2 separate regions of the Hordeum vulgare genome follow, and region 2 is linked to region 1. The links are chromatin contacts, called in public Hi-C maps. All regions are on one chromosome and are shown on one strand. The core of a region is the stretch at or near the end of the contact, and the rest is flanking DNA. Distances in the headings are between cores, read along the strand shown.

What was found. Hi-C and Micro-C count contacts between places; a contact is called where the count stands out from the background.
Region 2: a Hi-C map of seedling shows a contact between it and region 1, with 5 times the contacts expected there. The contact joins the promoter of LOC123444796 here to the promoter of LOC123444793 in region 1. A contact is called at or near these places in 2 of 6 Hi-C or Micro-C datasets (leaf and seedling).

Annotation. Positions count from the first base shown.
Region 1 is chr3H:536,659,391-536,665,963 of MorexV3_pseudomolecules_assembly, forward strand. LOC123444793 (DNA polymerase alpha catalytic subunit) reads left to right here and starts at 3,461. Exons shown (of 31, transcript XM_045121642.1): 1 at 3,461-4,609; 2 at 5,013-5,180; 3 at 5,268-5,351; 4 at 5,433-5,507; 5 at 5,579-5,643; 6 at 5,748-5,838; 7 at 5,981-6,166; 8 at 6,492-6,573. The coding sequence starts at 3,461. It overlaps LOC123440470 (subtilisin-like protease SBT3), which reads right to left and starts at 548. Exons shown (of 3, transcript XM_045117036.1): 1 at 1-548. The coding sequence starts at 548.
Region 2 is chr3H:537,106,818-537,113,086 of MorexV3_pseudomolecules_assembly, forward strand. It overlaps LOC123444796 (protein LIKE COV 2-like), which reads left to right and starts at 4,783. Exons shown (of 8, transcript XM_045121644.1): 1 at 4,783-5,071; 2 at 6,054-6,106; 3 at 6,186-6,269. The coding sequence starts at 4,952.

The sequences.
Region 1 (6,573 bases), core at 2,211-4,710:
GCAGGGAACGCCACGCCCGGCTCGCACATGCCGCGCCACCTGGACGGCACGGGGGCCATGCCGGCGTCATCGAAGCTCGCGCTCTCCGGCCACACTCCGGTGTCGATCATGCCGATAATGACGCCCTCGCCGAGCTTGGCTGCCGGCCACAGCCCACCGAACGGGCTGAGGCGGAGGAACTCCGTGGAGTGGGTGGTGTCGTGAGTGACGTCGGAGCGGCGGTCCGGGTAGGCCGAGACGAAACCCGGCGCGCGGCTCAGCTCGTGGAGCTCGGGGGCCGAGAGGGTGGCCGCGAAGCCGTGGAGCGCCTCGTCGTAGGTGTAGACGAGCCGCGGCTGGTCGCCGCTGGCAGCTCCCGGTGAGTCGGCTGCTGCTGCTAGAGACGCCAGCACGGCGGAGTACCACTCACGGTGGTCGCAGTGCTGCGTCGGCATGGCGGACTTGTCCATGTGGACGATGTACGACGTCCTGTCGGCTACCACCGGAGCTGGCAAGAGAGAGCAGAGGAGAAGCCATGAGCTACTCGCTAGAAGTAGAAGCGATGCCATGTTGAGGATCGAATAGTTCGTAACTTCTTAGCACGGGTGTGTCCATTTTATACGTGGCGGTGCAATGCATTCTTCGGAATCGACGCACGAAGTACATGCTTGTCCTTCTTCCATTGTTTTGTACGAGGGTACATATCGAAGGCATCGTTTTCTCTCGTCCTAAAACCATCGACGGCAACGGTAGTCGGCCGTGTCGCAGGAGGAACCGAGGTCACATAATCCCAAAAAATAAACGGATTTGCTAATTCATATCTATCTAGACGTTTTAAAGCAACTCCAACGCGACGACCTAAACGTAGGACGTTTTTGTTTGTTTGGATCGGTCCGGCGGACACCAACATCCGTTTTCGTGTTTGGGTCGACGCATGCGCCCAACGTTGACCCGATCCATTTTACGACGCGTGAAAAAAAACAAATATTTTCGAAAATAAAAAAAATATTGATTGAACATTACGTACAAAGACGGTGAGAGTCCACGCGTTTTCATTATATTAATTAAACATTAAAAACTAATCTACGAGACAGCGCGCCGTCCTAGATGTCCTCATTGTCGACGTAGGGTTGTGCCGCCGCTGCCTGTGCCTTCATCGTCTGTCCCGCCTGCTCGGACTGTGCTGGTGGCGGCGGCAGCGCAGCACGGACGCGTTCCTCCTCCTCCTTCTCTAGTCGTTCCTCCTCCGCTTCCCGCTCCTGTCGTTCCTCCTCCGCTTCCCGCTCCTGTCGGCGCTTCAGCTCCATCTGCACTGGTCGTCGGCGCGCTCGATTGCTGGAGGTAGGCGACCTCCTGCTGCGATGTCGCATCCAACCAGATGGGGCGGCGCGGTGACCCACTCGTGGAGACAGCCGGTCCATTGGTAGACCTCCGGCTGCGGCTCCGTGGGCTGGGGCTCGGTCTTTGGCGGAGGGGGCACGATGCACTCGACGGCAGCGGACAGCACGATGGCCTCCACGAGCTGCGTCTCGTATGCCGCGTTCTCCTTCTCAGCCTTGCGACGCTCTTCCTCCTGGTCCTCGTCGCGAACGACGGGCGGGGCGGCGAAGGGCACGACTGCACGTCGCGCACGCGCGCGGGCACTGCTCCTCGTGCTCGAGCGCAAATCATACCTCCGAGTCACGTGAGTTGCTGCTGCCGCAAGTGACTCACCTCCTCCGCGTGCCCCCGCGCCGACCACGACACAGCCGACACCGGGATCCTCTTCAGATCCAAATGCCAGTCGTGCGGGAGGGTCACGTCCGGGTTACGACAGCGGGATGCGGTGCTCCCAGTGCCACTCTCCTTGATGCACCGGGACGCTGATCCGCTGGCGAGGCCGGCGGGGAGACGCTAGTGGGGGGAGCGCGCAGGGATGGACGACGGGGGACTTGCCCTTGTTCTGGGCGAAGAAGCCGACCATGGGCGATGGTAGGGCTTGGTCACCGATGAGAGAGCAGAGAGGTAGCGAGATGGGGACGGGGTTTTGGAAGCAGATGAGGCCGAACCCCACCGCATGCTCGAATTAAAAAAAAAAGATCGCGGTCGCTGACACATGGGCCCGTGAAAGGCGGGCGTCATTAATTAAGTTGACCACGGGTAGTTGGACGGCCGCCGGGTGTGAATGGAGCGGACACCGAAAGGGCGCATGCGTCTGCGCCGACGGAATTCAACCCCAAATTTGGGCTGAAAATGGATCGACGTGGACGCAAAGCGAACACGTTTTGATAATGAATCCGCACGTTGGACCATCGTTTTCCTCAGATTGCAACAAAGTGAGCTTAATCCCTAAAGGATAGCCCATAACTAGGAAACTCCTACCCGTCGCTCATTGCGGTAGGAAAGAGCTGCAGCGCACATGGAAGCGCGAACAATTTTGATAGTAAATTATAAAACTCTGATCAATTTTGAGAAATTGCGAACAAATTTTTAGAGGAAAATATTTTTTGAATCCCGAGAACAAAATTTTGAAAAATAAAACAAGTTTGGAAAACCTGAACTAATTCGAAAGCGCGAACAAATTTTTAAAATACTCACATATTTTGAATTCTGAGAACAAATTTTAAAATCGAGAATAATTTTGAAAAATCCTAAACAAATTTGGAAGCGCGGACAATTTTTTATAGCCCAAACATTTTTTGAATCTTTAGAACAAAATTTTGAAAACCCCAAACAAATTTGGAAGCGTGAACAATTTTGAACATTTTTTAAAACAATGAAAAAAATTTGGAAGCGTGAACAATTTTTTAAAGTATGAACATTTTTGTAATCTTGAAAACAGATTTTTAAACCAAGAACAATTTTGAAAAATCATAACAAATCTTGAAGGCCAAACAATTTTTTTGAACATGTTTAAATGAAAAACAAAATTTTAAACTGAGAAATTTTTACGAACATTTTTGAAATTGTAAGAACATTTTTTGAAAATCCAAAACATTTTTTGAAAAACCCAGAATTTTTTTTAGAAAATAAAAACATTTTGCGAATTTGAGCACCAATTTTTGACAGAAGATTTTTTGTATTTATGAATGAAGTTTGGAAAACGATAAAGTTTTGTAATTTGAAACATTTGCCACCCTGTATGCGTTTGCCCGACTATTTGCCCAAAGAGCGGCAAATATGTTTGCCACAAAGAGCGGCAAATAGGGTATTCCGGTGATAGCTGTAGCAAGCCCAGAACGCCGAGTGTCTTTTTAGGAAAGGCCCAGTTACGCGTGGATGTGCTGCTTCTTCTCCAACCGATCTGAAAAACCCTAGACCCAGCGGCTACCGCTCCCCCGAAAACTCTGCGCGCCAAATGCTCGAACACCTTCCCGCCAAAGCCACACCCGCACATTCGCAATAGATCCACGCTCTCCCCGCCTGCGCGCGATTCAGAGAAAGAGCCCGAGGGAGAGATACGAGAGAGAGAGAAAGGGGGAGCAAAAGAGAAGGCGAAGCCATGGACGACGCTCCCGCCGACGCCTCCGGCCGCCGCACGCGCACCCGGGGCACCGAGGCGGTGGCGCGCTCCGCGGCGCTCGAGCGCCTCCGCGCCATCCGCGGCGGCGGCGCCCGCTCCGCCGCCGCCGTCCAGGTGCGGATGGAGGACCCGATCTACGACACCGTCGCCGAGGAGGACTACGCCGCCCTCGTCGCCCGCCGCCGCGAGGACGCCGGCGCCTTCATCATCGACGACGACGGCCTCGGCTACGTCGACGACGGCCGCGAGGAGGACTGGACCCACCGCGCCCTCCCTTCCTCCTCCGACGAGGGATCTGGCGCCGAGGATGGCGCCCCCCGCAAGCGGAAGCAGCCGCGCCCTCCCCAGGCGAAGCGTCCGCCCCAGCAGTCTTCTGCCATGGCGTCCCTCTCCGCCGCCGGTGCGATGACGGGCAAGGACCGCCTCTCCGCCATGTTCACCTCCTCCTTTTTTAAGAAGTCGGGCAGCGACCGCACCAGGGGCTCGTCCCTGGCCGCGGACAGCATCGTGGACGACGTCATCGCCGAGTTCGCCCCCGATGAGAAAGATCGCGAGGAGCGCCGTCGTCGCGTTGGCAGGGTCTCTGCCCCGACTCCGCCGCCTGCTCCAGTTGCCCAAATTAAGGCAATTCAACCAGCCGTACATGCTGAAATGGAGGTTAGATCGGATAATGGGCACGAGGCTGATGGGGTTTCAGACCATGGAAATGATATGGAGGTGGAATTGCAGCCAGAGGTGGAACTGAAGCCTGATGTGGAAATGCAACCCAAATTAGAAGCAGCTCCAGGTTCTAGTGCTGAATTGGTTGATGAAAATAAGAGCTCGGAGGAACTGAAGCAAGAGGCTAATGGGGAGGTGAAGATAGAGAAGGTGCACCGTTTAAATGCTAAGATTAAGGCAGAGGGCACCAAGAATGGTGATATGTTGAGTGCAACAGCAGGTTGGATGAAGATATGTGGGGATGGGGAGAATGGAGGAGGCGAGGGAGAGGTGGCTGTTCATGCTACCGCCGATGTCGATGAAAGCTCGGAGTTTGAGCTGAAGGATGGAGCCCTGCCGTTCTATGTGCTGGATGCATATGAGGAGCCCTTTGGTATCAATTCAGGCACAGTCTATTTGTTTGGGAAGGTAAATGTCATTCCTACTAAGTTTCTATTGAAGTATTCTGGTAAATCATCCTTATAAGAGACATATGTATAGTTGCCGACATCTGTCGAAGTGCTTTGTTTTTGTTCACACAATATTCACCAGCACCAAAATAAGTGATTCTTTAGCTTTTAGCGGATAGCTGATTTATATAAATTATTATGTGGTGCTTCATGTATTTTAGTGAATGAATCAATGTATTCCATAGGCACGGATCATTACTTCCATAAAGTACACTATTTTTCTTTGAAGCTCCATTTATTGCTATGGTCAAGCATGTCAACTTTTTTGAATAGTTGCATGTTCTATTGGATTATCAGCTATTACATGTTTGCAGCTCTAGGTTATACACTGGACTCTTTTGACCGACCGCTTTTCTTTGTAGGTTGTAATAGGCAAGAGGTTCCATAGTTGCTGTGTCGTTGTAAAAAATATGCAAAGGTGCATATATGCAATCCCAAGCAGTTCAGTATTCCCAAGGGACACAATATCAAGGATAGAGAAGAACTCCACAAGTTCTGATGCTTTGCCATCACTTCGAGCAACTTTACATGTGAGTTATTGATTATTTTCATGTACTAAGCTAAATGTTCATTGCAACATATTTATCTCATATGCACACTGCATATCGTTTTACCAGGAGTTGTCATCTGGACTAAAGAGTGAAATAGCTGACAAGTTGTCTGACCTCAATGTTTCAAATTTTGTGATGACTCCAGTCAAGGTTTGTAGGTGGAACCATCCTGTAACTTCAACCCCTGTAATATCCTTGTCTGTGCTAATTTTTCATTTTGGCATGCCTTAGAGGAACTATGCATTTGAGAGGACCGATGTGCCAACCGGTGAGCAGTATGTCCTGAAAATCAATTACCCATACAAGGTATGTTTCTTGAGCAATGCATCTTCTGTCTCGTATTCCCTTTTTTACTTATATCATATGCATTTTTGTAGGATCCTGTGGTACCAGCTGACCTTAGAGGTGAACATTTCCATGCGTTACTTGGGACAAACAATAGGTACGATTCATAAAATGTGCGACCCATGCTATGCACAGCAATTCCAGTGTTGTAGTCTGCATGCCAAATCCTTTCCTCACACTGTAACCATTGTACCTTTTCAGTGCACTTGAGCTGTTTCTCATCAAAAGGAAGATCAAGGGTCCTTCATGGCTATCCATTTCTAAATTTGTGGCATGTCCATCTACTCAGCGGGTATATCCTTGACCTCATGCTGTCCTCTCATTCCAGGCTGTGTTTTATATCTAAGTTATCTGGTTCTCTTAGTCTTGTAGCTCCTGCCTGATTCTTTGTTGCATTATATTGGTGGTGCTGATGGTTTTTGGCGTTTCCACAGGTCAGCTGGTGTAAATTTGAAGTTACAGTCGACTGCCCAAAAGACATTTCTGTTTTGATGACAAGTACTACACTGGAAGTCCCCCCAGTTGTAGTTGCTGCTGTTAATCTTAAAACTATCATAAATGAGAAACACAACGTGCATGAGATTGTGTCAGCATCAGTCATATGCTGTCACCAAGTAAAAGTAAGCATGCTAATCTGGGGTTGAAGTATTTTATTCTAGTATTTGTTTGTACATATGTAATCAGTTTAGGTATCAGGTAGGTAAATGTTTATCTTTGTCTTGTGGAACAAAATTTTCTAGAAAAGCTGACATACCTTGGCAATGATGTATCAAGCAAATGGAACCTTCCATGCCTCTGAATATATGAAGCAGTTCTTTTTAGACAAACTGATGCACTTTGGGTTTATCTGAAACAATTATCGAGCCTACATATTGTGAAATTATTTTATAAGCTGGAGACATGTTATACCAAATAAACGTTGTTTGCCTTTTGGGGTAATTTCAGATTGATACTCCAATGCGTTCTGAAGATTGGCAGAAACGGGGCACGATCAGCCATTTTACTGTTATGCGCAAGCTTGAAGGTA
Region 2 (6,269 bases), core at 3,533-6,032, 450 kb after region 1:
TGTTTCAAAAAATGGTCACGGTTTCAACATTTTGTTTGCAATTTCAAAAAATATCCTTTTTAAAAAAAACGCACTTGTAAAGAAACATAGAATAAAAAAATCGCCTTTAAAAAAATGTTCTGTTTAAGAAAAAATGTTCTTAATTGAAAAAAACGTGTTTTTCATTTTTTTCAAAAATTAAAACCTGTACGTGATCTCAGAAAATAATCCAAAATTTATAAAATTGTTTGCGTTTTTTAGAATTTGTTCTTTTTTCAGAAAACGTCTATTTTTTGAAAATTTGTTCGCGTTTCGAAAACTGTTCGGGATTTGCAAAAATAAAATTAATTTTCTTTTTTGATTGGAAAGTACAAAAAATAGTTCTCCAAAAAAATGTTGGAATATATAAATATTGGGACGTTTCAAAAACTGCTAGCAATTTCAAGAAATGTTTTTCAAATCACAACGTTCGTGTGTGCTCTTATAAGATTTTGCACCTAGTCTCTTCAGGTAGCTTTGTAGTGTAGTGATTAATGGCTCGTGGTTCGGTTTCCTTGTTGCTTGAGGCCGTGGGATCGAAACCTAGTAAGTCATGTTTTTTTTAGCATTTTTTGTGTCCTGCGATTGGAAACGTGTTGGGCCGGCACAATCGTGCGTCGCCCCTGTGCGTCAAGCTCCTCTATGACGTAAAATGTGTCATATAGGAAGTCCCATGTTCACCGGGCCACCAGCTCTTGTGGACTGGTCCACTATCAAGTCTCTGCATATTGTTGGGTTGTATCTTCCATTCCTTTCTTTTTCCTAAGGATTCCTTTCCATTTTCTTGATTTTATTTGAGCAGCTATTGAGAAAGCAAAAGTTGTACGAGCACAACACGGTCGAACCACAATTAAAGCGATCGTTTCATTATAGAACCCCGATATTCATCGTATATGTGGTATAATGAACATCACACCACATAACTCGTCCGGTCGTGAACGAATATTAAAACTGTTCACATGACCGGGCACACCTACGACGGCTCGCACGTCGATCCAACAAGAACTACTCAATCACATCCCGTACATGTGGAACAAAGCAATTCCGTCCTAACATTTTTTTATTGCAATTTTAGTTACCCGGGAATGGTAACTTTAGGTATAAAGCATTACAACTTTGTTTTTAAGTGACAAGTTTTGTTTTTTTATTTTGTTTTTCTCGATGGCAATTTTAGTTATAAAAACGTGAGGACAGTGTTACTTCGTATCACAAGTGTGACACTTATCATTTGAGTTAACTATAATTAACATGTCTAATTAACTGTAGCTGCCACGTGTGATCAAACCGTAGTTGCCATAGTATGATCTAGCATGGTGAACATGTATGATTAATTAATTGCCACATGTGGTTAAATCATGGTTGCCATGTATGATCAGTCATAATTTTTATTTGTGATTAACTAGTTGCCACATATGCATAATTGTAGTTACTATCAATCACTGTACGAGCGTCGTGTGGGCGAACAATAATTCACCCACATGACGATGCGAGCAGTCGTGCACTAATGGACTGGATGATATCCGTGTGGGCAAGAAGAGATCAACCCCACACGACGACGCGAGCAACCGTAAGCTGATGGACTGGATGGTGTCCGTGTGGGCGATGAGTAGTTCACCCACACGGTGTTGTGTACTTATGTGCACTGGCGGAGGCCCCCGGTGAGCAAAATAAAATTTATACATAAGCATGTATCAATCTATCTATTGTCTTATTCGAGCACATCCATAAAATGATGAAAGAGCCACTCGTCTGATGGGCCGACCCATCCAATTGTTGTGTCAGAAACCGGTCGAGCTCGATTCTATCGAGCGCCCACGCTCACGCACATGCGACAAGCTCCACCCGCGCACACACACGATTGAACCCTAAGTAGCTAGTGCCGCACGCGGCGGCTGGCCAGGTCACGAGGAACAGGAGGGCGACTGGCGACGGGGCAGTCTACGGAGGTGCTAGACTGAAGGTTTAGAGCATCTACAACTGGACCTTTTAAACCCGTCTCAAACGTCCGGCCAGGTCAGGTCGCTCGGTCACTAACCGATCATAGAAAAGTGATCCACACGATGTTGCAAACGGGTCTCAAACGCGCGGGCTGACCGGCACCCCTCATGTCCAGCCCAAATATGGGGCGAATATGAGGGTGCCCGGCGAATCCGCCACTTCTGACCCGACGCACGCTGGCCCACCCAACTCGTGTATATTTCTCCCATCCGCTCGCCGGATCAAACCCCGACCACTTCACTCAGCTCACCTCCACTCCCCTTTGTCATCCGATCTCACATGAGGCAATCTCCAGCCTTTCGCGGCATGACGAGCAGCGGGATCTAACTTTGACTAGTTCGGATCCGTCAACTGGGGTGTCATCCCGTGTGGGTTGGTGGAGGCAATGGCCGTTCGAATTGCACTTCGTCACTCCCGTGAGGATAGCGTTCGTCCGATGACAGAATTTGTCTGATGCGACTCCATAGCTTTGGACCTCCGGTGATCTTCGATAAACTTCGCCACACCCTAAATTTTTTTCATCTTTCGCCTCTGCTTACGTGGCTCTCGACCCAGATGGCAACTACTGCAATATTCGTGCAAAAGAATCGAATGGCATCACATGCGTTAGGGTTAGGTTGATAAGTGACACGTGTGTGAACGTCATCATTTAGGTTGTTATAATTAAAAAATCGGTCGTTTAAAAAAGAGAAAAGATAACGTCCACACGTGTGGACGTTTGCAAACCGTCCACAACATGGATTTGCGTCCGTTCGTGGTTTGCACTAATTTTGATATTTTTGACAGTTTTTTTGTGCCACGTAGGAAGAGGCTCGTGTGTGGGCGTTAAGTAGTTCGCACACACGCCTGTTTCACGCACGCCCACACGCGGCTGCCAATCCGACATGTGGTGCAACTGACGTCGCGCTCACACGCCCACATGCCTCTCAGTTGCCATGTCTTCATACTGTTACATTGCAACTGAGTGAAATTGTTGTGTCCGCATGCATGTCAGTTGTCATGTCTTCATACTGTTACATGGTAACTGAGTGGAACTGTCGTGCCCTCACGCGTGTCAGTTGTCATGTCTTCTCAGTGTTTACATGTCAATTGAGTGAAACTATCGTGCCAGCATGCCTGTGAGTTGTCATGTCTTCCGAGTGTTACATGGCAACTGAGTGGAAGTGCTGTTCTCGCATGTATGTGAGTTACCCTGTCTTCCCAGTGTTACATGGCAACTGAGTTGAACTGGTTGTGTCCGCATGTCTGTCAATTGCCATGTCTTCCTAGTGTTACATGACAATTGAGTGGAACTGACGTGTCCGCATGCGTGTCAGTTGTCATGTCTTTCCAGTGTTACATGACAACTGAGTGAAACTGTCACGCGGGGACCGCGAGGTGGCAGGCCAGATATGCGGGTCGCGAGGAAGGAGGCCGGACGTGTGGACGTTAGCTGTTTTACCCACACACAGACGTATGGCGTGTTTCCTTTACACACCACATGGAACATGTGGACAACACCCCTTAGAGCATCTCTAGTAGAACCCTCAAACCCTCAAATCTTTAAAAATAACCGCTTTTTTTACAGTTTTCATCGGAAAAACGGCGTAGACTAGAACCCTTAAACCCTTAAACCCGTAAAAAAAAATTAGAGGTCGAACCCTCAAACCCCTTCCCAGCCTGTAGAAGTGAGGGTTGGGGGGGGGGGGAAACTGCCCCCAACCCGCACTCATTTTCCCACATCGCGCGGGAGGAAGTTGGTTCCCGCGCGCGGGAGGAATCCGCAGCGGCCGCCGCCAGCCCGCCGCACTCCGCACTCCAGCCGCCGCCCCGCCGCCCCCCGCGCTCCGGCCGCCGCCCCGGCCCCGGCCCCGGCCCCGCCGCCCCTCTGCGCCCAGGCCCCGGCCCCGCGCTCCAGCCGCCGCCGCCGCGCCCCGCCCGCCGCCGCCGCCCCCCGCGCTCCAGCCGTCGCCGCGCCCCCGCCCGCCGCGGCGCCGCGGCCGCGGCGCCCGGCGGAGCTCCACCGCGCGGTATGCCAGGGAGACGGCCTCGTCTAGGCAGCGCGAGCGCGAGCTCCTCCGCGGCTGAAGTCATTTTTGTATCCTCTGTTCCTCCGCGTGCATGTTCATAGTGTTCAAAACTAGGCTATAAGGGTTGGGTTTGAGGGTTCTAGTCATTGTCTCTGTTTTTCAACCCTTAAAAGTGTCAAAAATTGCCAATTCTCAACCCTTAAAACTGATTTTAGATTTAAGGGTTTGAGGGTTCTACTAGAGATGCTCTTAGTGCCCACACGTTATCAGGATTGTGGCTATCTGACCCGAAATCATCGTTTTAATAATTTTATAAAAACGAAACTGCAATTAACAGGCCGGGGAGAAGTAGCTGACCTGCCTCAGCCCACCCGATAACGATGCGGTGGCCGCAGTCGGGCCCATGGAGAGCGACCGTCGAACAGACCCTGACCGGTCTCCGGCGAACCTCCGTCCGGTCGGATCCGATCAAGCCGACGTCCGTTGCGTCATGCTCGGGCCACCTCAACGCCAGCCTGTCCAACACAGCATCAGCTCTTTCTAAAAAAAAAAAAAACACCAGCTGACCCAACCCGAACCTCGCTGAGGCCGCCACGGCTTGTCGATACCGCCAGGCCGAGCCGACGCGCCACGGACCGCCGCGTGGCGGCAGCCGACGCGAGCTGGCTCGCGCCGTGACAGCTGGGCCCAGCCCGTCATTGGGGGGTCTTCGCTTGGACTTTGGACTTGGTGGCTCCGCCACGCCACCGCTTGACGCCTCCCTTCGCTCGGTTGCGGACTCCGCCCCCAACCCAACCGCTTGCTGCTACTTTCCGCCAGCCGGGGAAAAGGCAGCCGCAGCCGCAGCCAGCGACGCCTCACCCGAACCCCTCCTCCCCCGCCGCAGCGCCCGCCGGAAGGTTCTAGAGAAGGAGGGGGACGACGCCATGGCGGAGGAGAAGGAGTCGACATCGGTCCCGCTCAGCCAGGCGGCGGAGGCCGTCGACCCCGAGGACCCGGCCAAGTCGCCGCCGCGCCCCAGCTCGCCCACCACCTCCACCCGCAAGGTCCGGATCCATCAAACCCCCGCGGCCCAATCGCGCGCGCGTGCCTGTGCCGCTGCCGTAAGGCCCCACCGCTGCCTGTGCTAGTTCGGCAGTTCCCGGCGTGGTTGCGCGCTTCCAGACGGTCGGATCTGCGCGTATGCGGGCACGTTTCCCGTGCCCTCTCTCGTGTGGGGGGTTGATAAATTCAGTATGTTGTGCTTCCAGTGTAGCACTAGGAGTTTAGCTAAGGTTCGATCGAATTGACTAGTTCGGGGGGTTATTGGGGATATGGATGCTCTTCAGGAGACTGGAGCTGTCTTGAAGCTTTCTTCATAGTCAGATTAGTCAAGACGTTCGACCCTCGGTTTTGTTGTCCATTTGTGCCCTGAGGTGGCTTAACTTGAGACATATGCTTAGAACACAATCTCGTATTTGGATACGATTAATTGTTCTTAGCTCCTTAGTGTCCAAGTTACTATTAGTGAATTTGGATGTGCTGGTGTTCCTTTTCTGAAAGATCTGTGAACTGGTGGTACAATGTTCGTACTGGGAAGCCGGAATTGAGAAATGTTGGATGTCTATTTGTGCAGAAATGCGCCTAGTAGCGGTTTGAGGGCTGTGGTGTTGTATTAAGTATATGGAAAACATGGTGAGTGTCGGGATCATACCCTTGTTTAGGTGCCAAGGTAGAACCCAAATATGGGTTTGCACTGCATACTTTATATGGAAAGAGGTTTATGAATGAAAACTTTTAAATTCAGTAACTTGGTAAGCTGAGCATTTTTGTGCTTGATGCATTTCTGTTTATGCCCTTAATTCAAGTACGTAGTACGGATCATTTGCAATCCATGCATTTGTTGCACTTATTAGGATCGTATAGAACTCTGACGCAGCTATCTAATGTTGTGATCTTTTCAATGTTTTACCCAAAAGGAGCTGCATTCACAAGGCAGCTCATTTTTTCATTTCACTAATTTGCTGATGGTTGGTAAATTTTGTGTAGGCATGCTGCGCTGTTCTTCAGAGTTGGGTATCGAGAAAATTTATGACTGGATGGTACATCCTTCACCAGAAATAAGCTAAACTTGTTAACAATATTATGCTTACCGATCTTTTTTTTTCCATACTTTTCCAGTGTGGTTCTTTTTCCTGTTGCTTTCACGTTCTTCATCACATGGTGGTTCGTTCAATTTGTTGATGGATTTTTCAGCCCACTATA